2 separate regions of the Ovis aries genome follow, and region 1 is linked to region 2. Evidence: chromatin contacts called from public Hi-C data. All regions are on one chromosome and are shown on one strand. Each heading gives the region's core, a stretch centred on a gene start, on an enhancer-like site or on the middle of the called end of the contact. The rest is flanking DNA. Distances are from core to core; before and after follow the strand shown. Region 1 holds the start of ABHD10 (abhydrolase domain containing 10, depalmitoylase). Region 2 holds the start of PLCXD2 (phosphatidylinositol specific phospholipase C X domain containing 2).

What was found. A called contact is a pair of places that touch in the nucleus more often than the background predicts.
Region 1: a Hi-C map of skin fibroblasts shows a contact between it and region 2, with 2.3 times the contacts expected there. The contact joins the promoter of ABHD10 here to the promoter of PLCXD2 in region 2. A contact is called at or near these places in 8 of 16 Hi-C or Micro-C datasets (blood, hypothalamus, liver and 2 more).

The regions. Positions count from the first base shown.
Region 1 is chr1:177,693,504-177,700,095 of ARS-UI_Ramb_v3.0, reverse strand. It overlaps ABHD10 (abhydrolase domain containing 10, depalmitoylase), which reads right to left and starts at 1,664. Exons shown (of 5, transcript XM_004002909.6): 1 at 1,487-1,664. The coding sequence starts at 1,628.
Region 2 is chr1:177,384,162-177,390,472 of ARS-UI_Ramb_v3.0, reverse strand. PLCXD2 (phosphatidylinositol specific phospholipase C X domain containing 2) reads right to left here and starts at 2,332. Exons shown (of 4, transcript XM_004002907.6): 1 at 1,601-2,332. The coding sequence starts at 1,760.

The DNA of each region.
Region 1 (6,592 bases), core at 415-2,914, 310 kb before region 2:
ATAGGCAGGCAGATTCTTTACACTGTGGCCACCACCTGGGAAGCCATAAAGTCAATACTTGTTCTTAAAAAATGTAGAACGATGTTTAAAAACAAAGTCATTTATAATCCCATTTTCTCCCTCCAGAGAAATCAGATTCGTGTATTCCCTTAATAGTCTTTTTCTGAACTAATGAAATCTCTTTTTTATTCCTTGAAACCTTTCTCTATTGTGGCTAATTAAAACTTCACAGTTTCTTCCATGTGAGCTAATAAAGTTTTCCTCATTTTGGATTTGAGAAGTTGATTTTTTTAACACTGAACTGAAGGCCTTAAAGCTATCCCTTTTACACGTAGGCTTGCTTCAGAGTTTCAACGCAGAGTGAAATATGCCAAATTAAAAACTTTTAGTGAAAAACAAGGAAAATAGGAGCCAGTTATGTAGACTGACAGATTGTAGCAGCAAAAATGTTCTTTATCCATTTCTCTAGCATTCAAAAACTCATTCCTATCCTTTTTTCCATGAGACCATTACAATTTATTTAATCTTAATGAGTTATAAATGGTCTGCTTAACACAATATCCATAAATGATCTTTGTACTAGAAGAATTAGATCAAAATCTTAGGCATATATCTTCAGTGAAACTACTAAACAGTGAAAGAGAATCATATTCTAGTTACTGAAATGACATACTATACTTTGCTAGAGGGACATATATAACAGCCTTTTGGTTGTGAACAATTAAATTGACTATATATTTAAAAATTTTAACTCAAAACAAAGGGTATTTACAAAGACAGTCCCCATTTCAAGCACCATGCATCTGACAGCTGGGGAACAAGGGTATGAATCCCAAAATATAAAGACATAATTCAGGAAGACAGGCTATATATACGGGGGAGTGGAGGTGAGATGAGCCGGAGAACAATAATGGACAAAGAAATATTCAGGGGCTTTAATTTTTGTCCAAATTCTAACTTCCCTTGTAGAGTAATGGCTATGTTTTTTACTGGGCTGGAATCTTGGCGGCAAGGTTGGGGCGGGAAGACCCAAAACAAGCAAAAAAAAGCGAAAGTTAACACTTTTACAAAGAACAGGTAAAACCCTCCTGTAAAATCGCTCAAGAGAGAGCAGGTCTACGTAACTAACAGTCACGATCCGTAAACCCCTTAGAACGTGCACAGAAAAGATAAAGCAATTAATAATCAAACACATTAAATGCACATCTGAATTTTTCCTAGTCTTGGGCGCTTAACACAGGATAGCTGGGCAGAGAGAATCCTTGAACTACAGAGCATGACGCCAACCACTGCCCGGGCTGTCAGGATACCCCGGGGTCTGGCAGAGCTCTCTCACTACCTTCATCAGTATTGTTAAAAGAACTGGGGTACTGAGAACCTGGAAAGAGGATTTCTGAACGGAGCGCCAAAAACGCACGGGACAGGAACCGCCGAAATCCGGTATGTTCGAAAGAATGCGTCTCACTCTAGTCTTTCGTACACTGACCTCGGAGCCACTGTGGCGTCCGCTCAGTCTTCCGTGCAAGTAACGTGCTGAGACCATGGTGGAAGCCGAAGGTGACTGCCGCCCAGCTCCACTTGCGACAAGGTACCCAAGCGGCCACGGCCGCCAGGCCCACCCCCGCCATCTTCCCAGCAGCCCCTGCGCCCTGCGCCCGCCTACTGAGATGCGCACTGCGCCCAGAAACAAAGGTGCGCATGCGCCGCTGGCTGGAGGCAGCAAATTGACAAACAGCCCTGGCCAGAGTTTCCACCCCCAGAGAACGCACATGCGCAGAGTGTCGGCGCTCTTACAGCGTTTTTCTGCTGGGATAGTCTGTGGGGAGGTTTAAGTTAAGCCACTTAGTCGTCTCCGACTCTTTGCGACCCCATGAAGCATGCCAGGCTCCACTGACAATCACCAACTCCCAAAGCTAGCTCAAATTCATGTCCATCGAGTTGGTGATGCCATCCAACTATCTCATCCTCTGTTGTCCCCTTGTCGTGCCTTGAATGTTTCCCAGCATCAGGGTCTTTTTCAAGGAGTCGGTTCCCGCGTGGTCTATGACAGCTTGGGATATTTTGAGCGTCCTTGGTAGCCTGCTTTCTAGATCAGTGCATACTCCAGGACTGGAAGCAAAGAGAGGATCCCCATGCAACATTCCTAGACAGGAAAACGTCTGGTCATCCCGAGACCCGAGGGAACTGAAACATAAATAAAGTGTTAAGCTTGCTGCATTGCAAGTCGGTCTCACTCCTGATACTGAGTAGGTTAACAGGCCTGAAGGCCAGGGGTCTCCAAACGGAGGAAAGAGGGTGCAAGTGTCAGGCATTATACATCTTCCTCTTAAGAGGCAGGAGAAACACACCACTAGTGTTATATTTTTCCCCCTTAACATCATACAAATTTTAAAAGAGGTTTCTTTTAAAATTCTGTGTTGCCATGACAACACCTGCTTCCGCCTGAATTTAGTTTCTCAAACCTTGAGCTAATCAATGTGTTTTTCTTATGGAAGTGTTTGTCTTAAGCTATGTTAATGAACTATGTATTTGGACTCTGTCTTCAAGTTGATTCCACTTAAGACTCAGAACCCTCTTGACAAACTAGTATGTTTTACTCATGCGAATATTCTCTTAAGCTATGTTAATGAGACTGTATTTGCTTGGCAAACTGCCTTTCTGCAAGATTCATGTCAATCATGTTATGACCCGGAACAACTCTCCTTGTACCAATGTTATCTCAAAATGCATGTAGTGGGTGAGGGACCTGCTGCCAGTCTCTGAATTTTGAGAATGTCCTTTCTGTAATTCAGTTCAGTTCAGTTGCTCAGTTGTGTCGGACTCTTTGTGACCCCATGGACTGCAGCACTCCAGGCTTCCCTGTCCATCACAAACTCCCAGAGTTTACTCAAACTCATATCCATTGAGTCGGTGATGCCATCCAACCATCTCATCCTCTGTTGCCCCCTTCTCCTCCTGCCTTCAGTCTTTCCCAGGGTATTTTTCCAATGAGTCAGTTCTTCACATCAGGTGGCCAAACTATTGGAGTTTCAGCTTCAGCATCAGTCCTTCCAATGAATACTCACTCAGGACTGATTTCCTTTAGGATGGACTGGTTGGATCTCCTTGTAGTCCAAGGGATTCGTCAAGAATCTTCTCCAACACCACAGTTCAAAAGCATCAGTTCTTTGGTGCTCAGCTTTCTTTATAGTCCAACTTTCACATCCATACATGACTCCTGGAAAAACCATAGCTTTGACTAGACAGTCCTTTGTTGGCAAAGTAATGTCTCTGCTGTCTAGGTTGGTCATAATTTTTCTTCAAAGGAGCAAGCATCTTTTAATTTTATGGCTGAGTCACCATGTGCAGTGATTTTGGAGCACCACCCCCCCAAAAAAAAGTCTATCACTGTTTCCATCATTTCCCCATCTATTTGCCGTGAAGTGATGGGACCAGATCCCATGATCTTCGTTTTCTGAATGTTGTGCTTTAAGCCAACTTTTCCACTCGCCTCTTTCACTTTCATCAAGAGGCTCTTTAGGTCTTCTTCACTTTCTGCCATAAGGGTGGTATTATCTGCATATCTGAGGTTATTGATATTTCTACCGGCAATCTTGATTCCAGCCTGTGCTTCATCCAGCCTAGGATTTTGCATGATGTACTCTGCATATAAGTTAAATAAGCAGGGTGACAATATACAGCCTTGACGTACTCCTTCCCGATTTGGAACCAGTCTGTTGTTTCATGTCCAGTTCTAACTGTTGCTTCCTGACCTGCATACAGATTTCTCAAGAGGCAGGTCAGGTCTGGTATTCCCATCTCTTAAAGAATTTCCACAGTTTATTGTGATCCACACAGTCAAAGGCTTTGGCATAGTCAATAAAGCAGAAATAGATGTTTTTCTGGGACTCTCTTGCTTTTTCGATGATCCAGGGAATGTTGGCAGTTTGATTTCTGGTTCCTCTGCCTTTTCTAAAACCAGCTTGAACATCTGGAAGTTCATGGTTCACATACTGTTGAAGCCTGTTAGAGAATTTTGAGCATTACTTTACTAGCGTGTGAGATGAGTGCAGTTGTGCAGTAGTTTGAGCATTCTTTGGCATTGCCTTACTTTGGGATTGGAATGAAAACTGACCTTTTCCAGTCCTGTGGCCACTGCTGAGTTTTCCAAATCTGTTGGCATATTGAGTGCAGCACTTTCACAGCATCACCTTTTAGGATTTGAAATAGCTCAACTGGAATTCCATCACCTCCACTAGCTTTGTTCATAGTGATACTTCCTAAGATCCACTTGACTTCACATTCCAGAATGTCTGGCTCTAGGTGAGTGATCAAACCATCGTGATTATCTAGGTCATGAAGATCTTTTTTTGTAATAGTTCTTCTGTGTATTCCTGCCATCTCTTCTTAATATTTTCTGCTTCTGCTATGTCCATACCATTTCTGTCCTCTATTGTGCCCATCTTTGCATGAAATGTTCTCTTGGTATCTCTAATTTTCTTAAAGAGATCTCTAGTCTTTCCCATTCTATTGTTTTCCTCTATTTCTTTGCATTGATCCCTGAGGAAGGCTTTGTTATCTCTCCTTGCTATTCTTTGGAACTCTGCATTCAAATGGGTATATCGTTCCTTTGCCTTTAGCTTCTCTTGTTTTTCCAGCTATTTGTAAGGCCTCCTCAGACAAACATTTTGCCTTTTTGCATTTCTTTTTTTGGGGGGAGGATCTTGGGATCTTTTTTGGGTGTTAGTTCTAGGTCTTGTAGGTCTTCATAGACCCATTCAACTTCAGCTTCTTCAGCATTAGTGGTCGCAGCATAGACATGGATTACTGTGATATTGAATGGTTTCCCCTGGAAACGAGCAGAGATCATTCTGTCGTTTTTGAAATTGCATCCAAGTACTGTATTTCAGTACTTCAGCCACCTCATGTGAAGAGTTGACTCATTGGAAAAGACTCTGATGCTGGGAGGGATTGGGGACAGGAGGAGAAGGGGACGACAGAGGATGAGATGGCTGGATGGCATCACTGACTTGATGGACGTGAGTCTGAGTGAACTCCGGGAGTTGGTGATGGACAGGGAGGCCTGGCGTGCTGCGATTCATGGGGTCACGAAGAGTTGGACACGACTGAGCGACTGAACTGAACTATATTTCAGACTCTTTTTTCTCTAATTAACAGACTGTTAGTAGCTAACAACCAAATAAAGACTATCAGGGAGGCACTCTTTCTGACCCCTTCTGACGTCTATCAGAAGCTTTCCCTATCTCTTTTATACATTAATAAAACTTTATTACACGAAAGCTCTGAGCGATCAAGCCTCATCGCTGGCCCCGAATTGAATTTTTCTCCGTTGGAGGCCAAGAATCCCAGCACCTTTCATGGTACAGCAACAACCTTTCAATACATTGACTTGTACAGGGAATGTTTACAAATTCTGACCTCAATCATGCTTGTATAAGCGCCTGGAGTGGAACTGAACTTTCACTGCTTCTTTTCAATTTGCTTTTGTACTAGCTCTTTGTGTGTCAGACTGTTGAATTATTAAGACCCCTCCCTCATTCTTCCCAGGTGACCCAGATGGTAAAGAATCTGCTTTCAATGTGGGAGATGCAGGTTCAATCCCTGGGTGGGAAAGATCCCCTGGAGAAGGAAATGGCAACCCACTCCAGTATTCTTGCCTGGAAAATTCTATGAACAGAGGAGCCTGGTGGACTACAGTTCATCGGGTCGCAGAGTCGGACAGGACTGAGCGACTAACACACACTCCCTCATACTGTGTGCGAAGATAAATTCCAGTAGCTAAACCGTCTCAATGAAAGAATAAAACCGAGAAGATTAAATACACTTTAGGAGAATATAGTATAGATAAAAGGAACTTTTTAAAGCAAGATTTGAAACCCCTGGAATAAAAAAGAATAAAAACATATAGCGAAATTGATTTACTGAGTGGATAACAAAGTATTAATACTTCCGTTTAGCCTGCTCCCAGAAATTGGTAGAAAAAATATGTAATTTTTGTGATAGGCAGTTCACATATGTAAACATGATGATCAACCTCACTAACTGAAAAACGTGAATAACATGCATTAAATGTTAAAAATTAGCATGCCATTTTTCCTACCCGTCAGGTTGGCAGAAGTTAAAAAGAACAATTATTGACAAGCTGGCATTCGTGTATGGATGGTGAGAAAGTAAACTGCTAAACTCTTTTGTCAAGTAATATCACCTATGACAATTCAAAATTTACATTGTCAATGCTCTTTGACCCAGTGGCCTCATTTGTGACCATCCTATAGAAAACAATAATGGTTTATAAGGATGTATGTTATCTGCTAGAGCAGCATTTTCAGAGGCAAACAGAAGAAAAATGGAATGGCCAATAAAAATATGATTGAATAATTTCTGGCACAAGGGTCTCTGGATTCCAGCTCTGATGTCCTTCAAAGCAGTTCTTGGAGGCCTCAAGCACCAGCAAGTAAAGACTTACCTCAGTTTTTTTGTTGTTTGTTTTCTACGCAAAAGTTACAGTGGCTGGTTTACGACTTTGAGTAAAGCCACTTAACTATCTTGGTCATAAATTTTGGAGCAATGACTGGTGCTAGAGTTAAAGGCA
Region 2 (6,311 bases), core at 1,083-3,582:
CACTATTTGCTAACTCTGGCAATTCTAGTAACTGGGAGAAACCCTAGAGATTACAGGACAAATGTCCAGCTCCTTTTTGGAGTCATGGGGTCAGAGTACACAGCCACACCATGGGCAGAGCTGCTGCTGTGGTCTGAACTGTCCAAAGTACAGCAGGAAGGAGGAAGTCTGAGCCTACCCGGACATGCCCCGAACGACAGGGTCATTTTGTGCCTGCCTAGGATGCCATTCTGTTTGCAAACACATTCTATTTGCCGTACCACCTGACAAAACAATTCCATCAAAAAGCCTAAAGACAAATGACTCACGTTAAAAGAGGCCTGTGCATCATTTTGGCAATGACTCCGCAGGCGTCAATTAAACAAGGAAAAGACCTGTTCTGAAGCACCACCGTCTATCTCCCAGAGAGCCGTAGTCAATGGCTGATAGAACACAAGTGGTCATAACTATAAAGAGATTTAGCAACCGTCTCCTTGCTCAAAAGCAACAAGAGCCTATGAAGACGATGAACCTGGAAGACCTCCAAAAGAAGAGGCGACTCAGGGAAGGCTGCACCTGGAGCTGGCACAACTCTTCCTCATGCATAGAAAGCAAAGACCTGGGGTTGCATGAGGTCATCCTGTCTGCCACCAAAAGGCAGACTGCTCCCAGGGATGTCTGGGAGTTTGCCTGGTAGTCTAGGGATGAAGGCAATTGTTATGCCTCCAGGTGAGAGAAAGGATTGGCAGTGGTCCATTCCCCTGCTCCTGGCAGTGCTTTCCAAGTATCAGAATCTAGACCTTGCCCAGCACACAATACCAGGATCACTGTAGTCAACCTCCTTCCCTGGAAACCCAGCTTTAATCAGCTTTTGGATGGAAGGAAAAGGACAAATCTAATGAGAGTGTTGTCACAGTACAAACCCCCCAGGAGGGAGAGCGGCTGGTGCAGAAGTGGGTTTCAAGCCTTCAGTTCTAGATCAGCCAGGCAGACACCTGTGTATATATAGACAAAGCTTCAAACACCACTTCTTCATCACACCTAATGACTGGCTGTGACAAACACCTGTGTTCTCTGTTCTGGCTTTTCCAACAACAATAATATGTGTTTGGATACTCAGTCCTAGTTCTGAACCTCTTCTTAAATGCTAATCTGTTTGTTTCTCCACTATGCAAGGTCAGATAAATGAGAAAGAAAACACTTTACAGTGTTAATTTTGATCCAGATCTAAAATTGTTCATGACTTCTTATTCATTGTCTTGATCTCTCTTTTTATTTTGAGTGATACCAAAAAACCACATCTTTCACATACCCTGGCCCCAACACTAAGAAGGTAATGTTCTTAGAATGAGTCTATTCAAGAACAAAACAAAAAGACCCAAGCAAACAAACCAAAAATGGGGCTTCCATTCTCAAGTCCCTTTTTGCCAATGAGGCAGTGTACTTAAATCTCTTTACAGCAGCTGCTTCAATGTTAAGCTTTTAGTTGGAAATAAAAAGAGGTTTAGTTAAGGTCAGTGACAATTATTTTCTCAGCACAATAGAAAGGCAGCCCAACCCATTAACCACACTAAAACGGCAGAAGCAAACAGAGTGGGTACAAGTAGGAATAAAAGAATACCTGGAATTGCCAGATTGGAAAGGGGGACGTTGTGGAGGTGAGAAGGGAGTGAGGCCATCCAGTCGGCATTGCAGACCTCCAGTGTCTTTGTCCCGCTGGGGTTGGGGGAGCAGATGGTCCCCATTCTGAGTTTCCTTCTTACCTTCCTAAACGCTAGCATCCCTTTCTGTCAGTCAGCTGTCCGAGCTCAGCCCAGTGCCACTCATTCAGCGATCATCATCGCCCAGGTTCTCCAGCATTTCAGGGCCAGCTGTGTCACGCCAGTCTTGCCCAAAGGCCTTCGTGCCCCAGGAAGACGCGGGGCAAGGACGAGATTCCCTAGCCCCCAGTCCCCGCAGCACCCGCAGTCCCCACCCTCACCGACCCAGCCGCTGTTCCCTTAATCTGCTCAGACCCAGCTTCGTTAAACTTCTTACGTCCCCCCTCTGGACCGGGGGAACGTAGGCCCCTCGAAATAAATCTGACAGAAACTGAACGTCCTACGAGCAGCCACGCCTGGAGCCACTCACACGACAGGTGCCCACGCGACACACAGACACGCCGGTGTGTCTATACACTCGTGAGCGCCCGGACGCACCATCCTCAGCTTGATTTACGCTTTTATGAGTGCCACTGGGCTGGCACATAAGCTGGACCTGCCTGATCTCCCTTCTCGGGCTCCTCCGCACTGTTCCCCCTGCCCTGTGGCTTCCAGAAGGCGCTCAGAAGTGTAACCGGCGGGCCCCGGACTCTGGCGGCCCCGCCCGGCACTGCCGGGCAGATTTGCCCGGCAAGGCGGCTTGTGATTGGCCGCTGGCAGAGGGCGCTCCGATTGGCCCGCGCCCTCACGGGCTGCCCCTCCGAGCGGCGCCCGCCCCTCTGCTGCCCTCCCCGACCCCCACCTTCTGTTACTCCCGCCTTCCTGCGCTTATAGCCGCCGCAGAGACTGCGGGCAGGGGAACGTGCACGCTTGGACGAGTCAGGGCTTGGCTAGGACAGGTCTTTCCTCTGGCCTTTCACACAGTCAGCACAGAGGTTAAACGCAACCACGCGTTGCCCTCCTTCTTTCCCTTACACACACACACACACACACACACACACACACACACACACACACGCACAATGACAATTACACAGGGAATATATAACATTTCCAATAAACCACACAGGCAGCAGAAATATGAGAGATAAAGAGGCTAAGAGCACTATATCACATCTGAATGACAGTATCAAGGATGGTTTGTATTTGAACCATTACCTAATTAAGATTCAGGTACACACTACTTGGAGAAGGCAATGGCACCCCACTCCAGTACTCTTGCCTGGAAAATCCCATGGACGGAGGAGCCTGGTGGGCTGCAGTCCATGGGGTCGCACAGAGTCGGACACGACTGAAGCGACTTAGCAGCAACACACTACTTATTCCCATTTTGCAGAAATGGAAATTATACTTTACATTTGCATTGCCTGTTGTTTGGAACCTTCTTCCAAATTCTTTGTCCCATTTGCTCTTCACAGTATCCCTAAAAGTCAGGCAGGGTTGGTGGTAGGTTGGTGATAAGACCCCCCTTTTCATATTCGAAATGAAAAGTTCGGGAGCCTTCTGGGAACAGTTCATGTGGCGGCCCTATTTGGAAATCCCATTTTGGAATAAGACCCTTGAGCCCAGAGGCTTGTGGGCATAGAAACCCATTTTTGTGCTTTTTTCAATATTCCGTACACTCTCAAATGGTCCTTTTCCACGGTGTAAACTATAGGGCCTCTGTAATGATGAGAACTTTGTACATCGAACACCCTGGCAGATAGGCAAATGGAGAAAAACAACCAGACCTTGATGGTGGGACCCTGGAGGGTGTCAGGCCAGGCAGCTCCCCAGTGACTCTGGAGGGCTTACGGGAAAAGGAAACAGCAACTTCTGCCAAAAGCAGACAGTAGGCTCCTGTACAAACAGACCTCTGGGTGAGCTGACACTTAATCACCGAGTGGCCCCACCTCTTCATCTCCAAGGTAACTACACAGCGGCAAAGCAACTTCTCTGTACACTTAACTCTTGCTGTATGGTGCCCCCTTTTGACATTTCATTAAATTTCCTCTTCTAACCTATTAATGTTCGTTTAAACCTGCTTTTCAGCTTTTTGAGCTGTGTAATAAGACCAAAAGTTTTGTTTCCGAAGGAGTGAGTGAAAAGTGAAAGCGAAAGTCGCTCAGACGGTCCGACTCTTTGCAACCCCATGGATTGTGTAATCCATGGAATTCTCCAGGCTTGAATGCTGGAGTGGGTAGCCTTTCCCTTCTCCAGGGGACCTTCCCAACCCAGGGGTGGAACCCAGGTCTCCTGCATCGCAGGCAGATTCTTTACCAGCTGAGCCACAAGGAAGACTTGGTTAGTAAAAAGAAAGTCTACGCTATTTATCATACAGCTTCTGATTTTTAGAGAGCACTTCAGTGTAAGTGCTGTACATGTTGAGAATGACTGTCACCTAGCAGTTTTAGTCAATGAAATGCTCCCTCACCCCCACTCCATATTCTTGAAGGAGTATCCCAAGATCCACTTTTGAAATGTCACCTTTTCTGGGCTTCCTTAAACGTACAATTTAGAAAAAAAAAAGAAAACCTCAAAGGAAAGCTGCTTAAAGAAAACAGAAAGTGTTCTTTCAGCTTTACCTGGAATGTTAATTTCAATGACTTTTCCCCCTTATTTTTGAGCTCTTAATGCAAAGAAGGAGCAGAATAAAAACACATTAAACCTTAAACTGAGAGAGATCACTGTGAGAAAACAAGAGAAGTGGAACCACTTCAGAATGAGATGTTTTGCATCTCTGGCAGTTTTCAGTCAAAACTACTTAGACTGTGTAAGAAAACATTCAAAAGAAGATAGCATGCTCTCCATATATCCTTGAGTCAGTGCTGGAAGAAGTGCAGGTGAAGACACAGCCTCTAGTACAGTACTGGCATGTAGCAGGTGTTCTAGAAACATCTGTTAGAAGGAAGGCGATGCTCAGTAAACATGCCCTGCTGGGTTCCAGGCAGTACCTTAGACCAGTGCTTTTCAACCTTTAATGTGCAAATCAGCCATATTCTGATTGAGTTGCTCTGGGACAGGCCTGAGATTCTTTGTTTCTAACCAGATTCGAGCTGCTTCTGCTGCTACTGGTTCAGACCATGCTTTGAGTAATAGGGCGTTAGGAAATAAGCTCATTTGCTAGGTGGGAATATGCACTGCATTTTCACTCTCTTTTCTGAGGTTTTATAACATTTTCATATCACTTTTATAATGAAAAAACCTTACATTAAAAATCCCAGCTAAGAATTTCTAAGTATTAGAGAATAATTTTTCTGTCATACTGTCTTGGAAACCAAATTACGAGTGGAATTTTTATACTATGCCACATTAGCTTTGGAAACACTAATTTTAAAATGTAGATTAATACCTAGAGTATGAATGGTTAACATTTTGTTACATACTGTATTATGAAAAAAATTAAGCAGAGAGGAGACTAAATTAATAGGAGGATTGAATTTTAAAGCAAGTCCATTTTAATTGACAGTTACAACCAAGGGAGTGTTGATCCTGTGCAAATCATTTTGATAGGTGCTAGGAATGGAGGGAAAGTTAAAAGCTGGCATATGATGAACGTCAGATAATATATAATCCAGGAGAAAAGAGAGTCAAATATGTGAATTTCAAAATGTAATGTGAGGCTGAATGAGGGGTAATAATAATAGAAGTGCATGTGGAGGACAATTACATTTTGATGGGGGAAGGGCCAAGAGATGCATTAAAGAGGAGGTGGCATTTCAAGCCAGGTCTGGAATTTCAAGAAGAGTTTCTGCAAGTGGAAAATGGGTGGAGGGCTTTGGTGCATGAAACAGATTGTATAGCTGAGAAAACATAAGCAAAGCTATGACAATGAATGCGAGATGTGAGGAACAGATAACACATGAGGGATACATGGAGAATAGAACTCATTTATTCTCATTGGACCATCACAAGAGCTCAATGAGTTAAATACTCTTCCTAGCCCCATTTGACAAAGGACACTGAAGCTCAGAGGCTACATAACTCTGCCCTAGAGCTCCTAGCTAGTGGCAGAACTGTGACCCCAGTCTCCTGATCATTGTGCCAATGGCTTCTCATCATATGTTACCTATTATTATTGCAAACCTGGTAAAGGATGTTTAAGACCACAGTACATTAGAGAGTTCGGACTTCCTTTTTTACAGATAAAAGGGGCCATTGCAAGTTTTTGAGAAGGGGAGAAAAATGATCCATACTGTATATAGAAGATAACGCCAGCATAATGAAGAATTGTTAGAGAAATACAGTCATTTGGGTAAGTTACTGAAATCAGTTATCTAAGCAGGAAAAAAGTGAGAAAGCATGCAGAAACTCTGGCGCACAGAGCACCTTTGAAACTATGGTGCTTGCTTCTTGGTTCTCACTTCTTATCTCCAAGGACCTATAAACTCAAGGCCCACAGTAGACAGCCTGACTTCCTCTGGGATTATTTTCATCACTTGAAATTCTCATCAAAATGTTCATCAATTAATCAAACCTGTTTCTGTAAATATGTCTACAACTTTTATTTTCTTTTCTGGAATTGTTTTTCTCCATTACTTGATTAAGGACCCTACTGAATTCCTGAAGAGGTGACTGCAGGCTTTGTCCTGTCTTGGAGGCTACATTATTTTGGAAATGTTAAAGATGGTTCATTTTCTTTGGAATCACTTC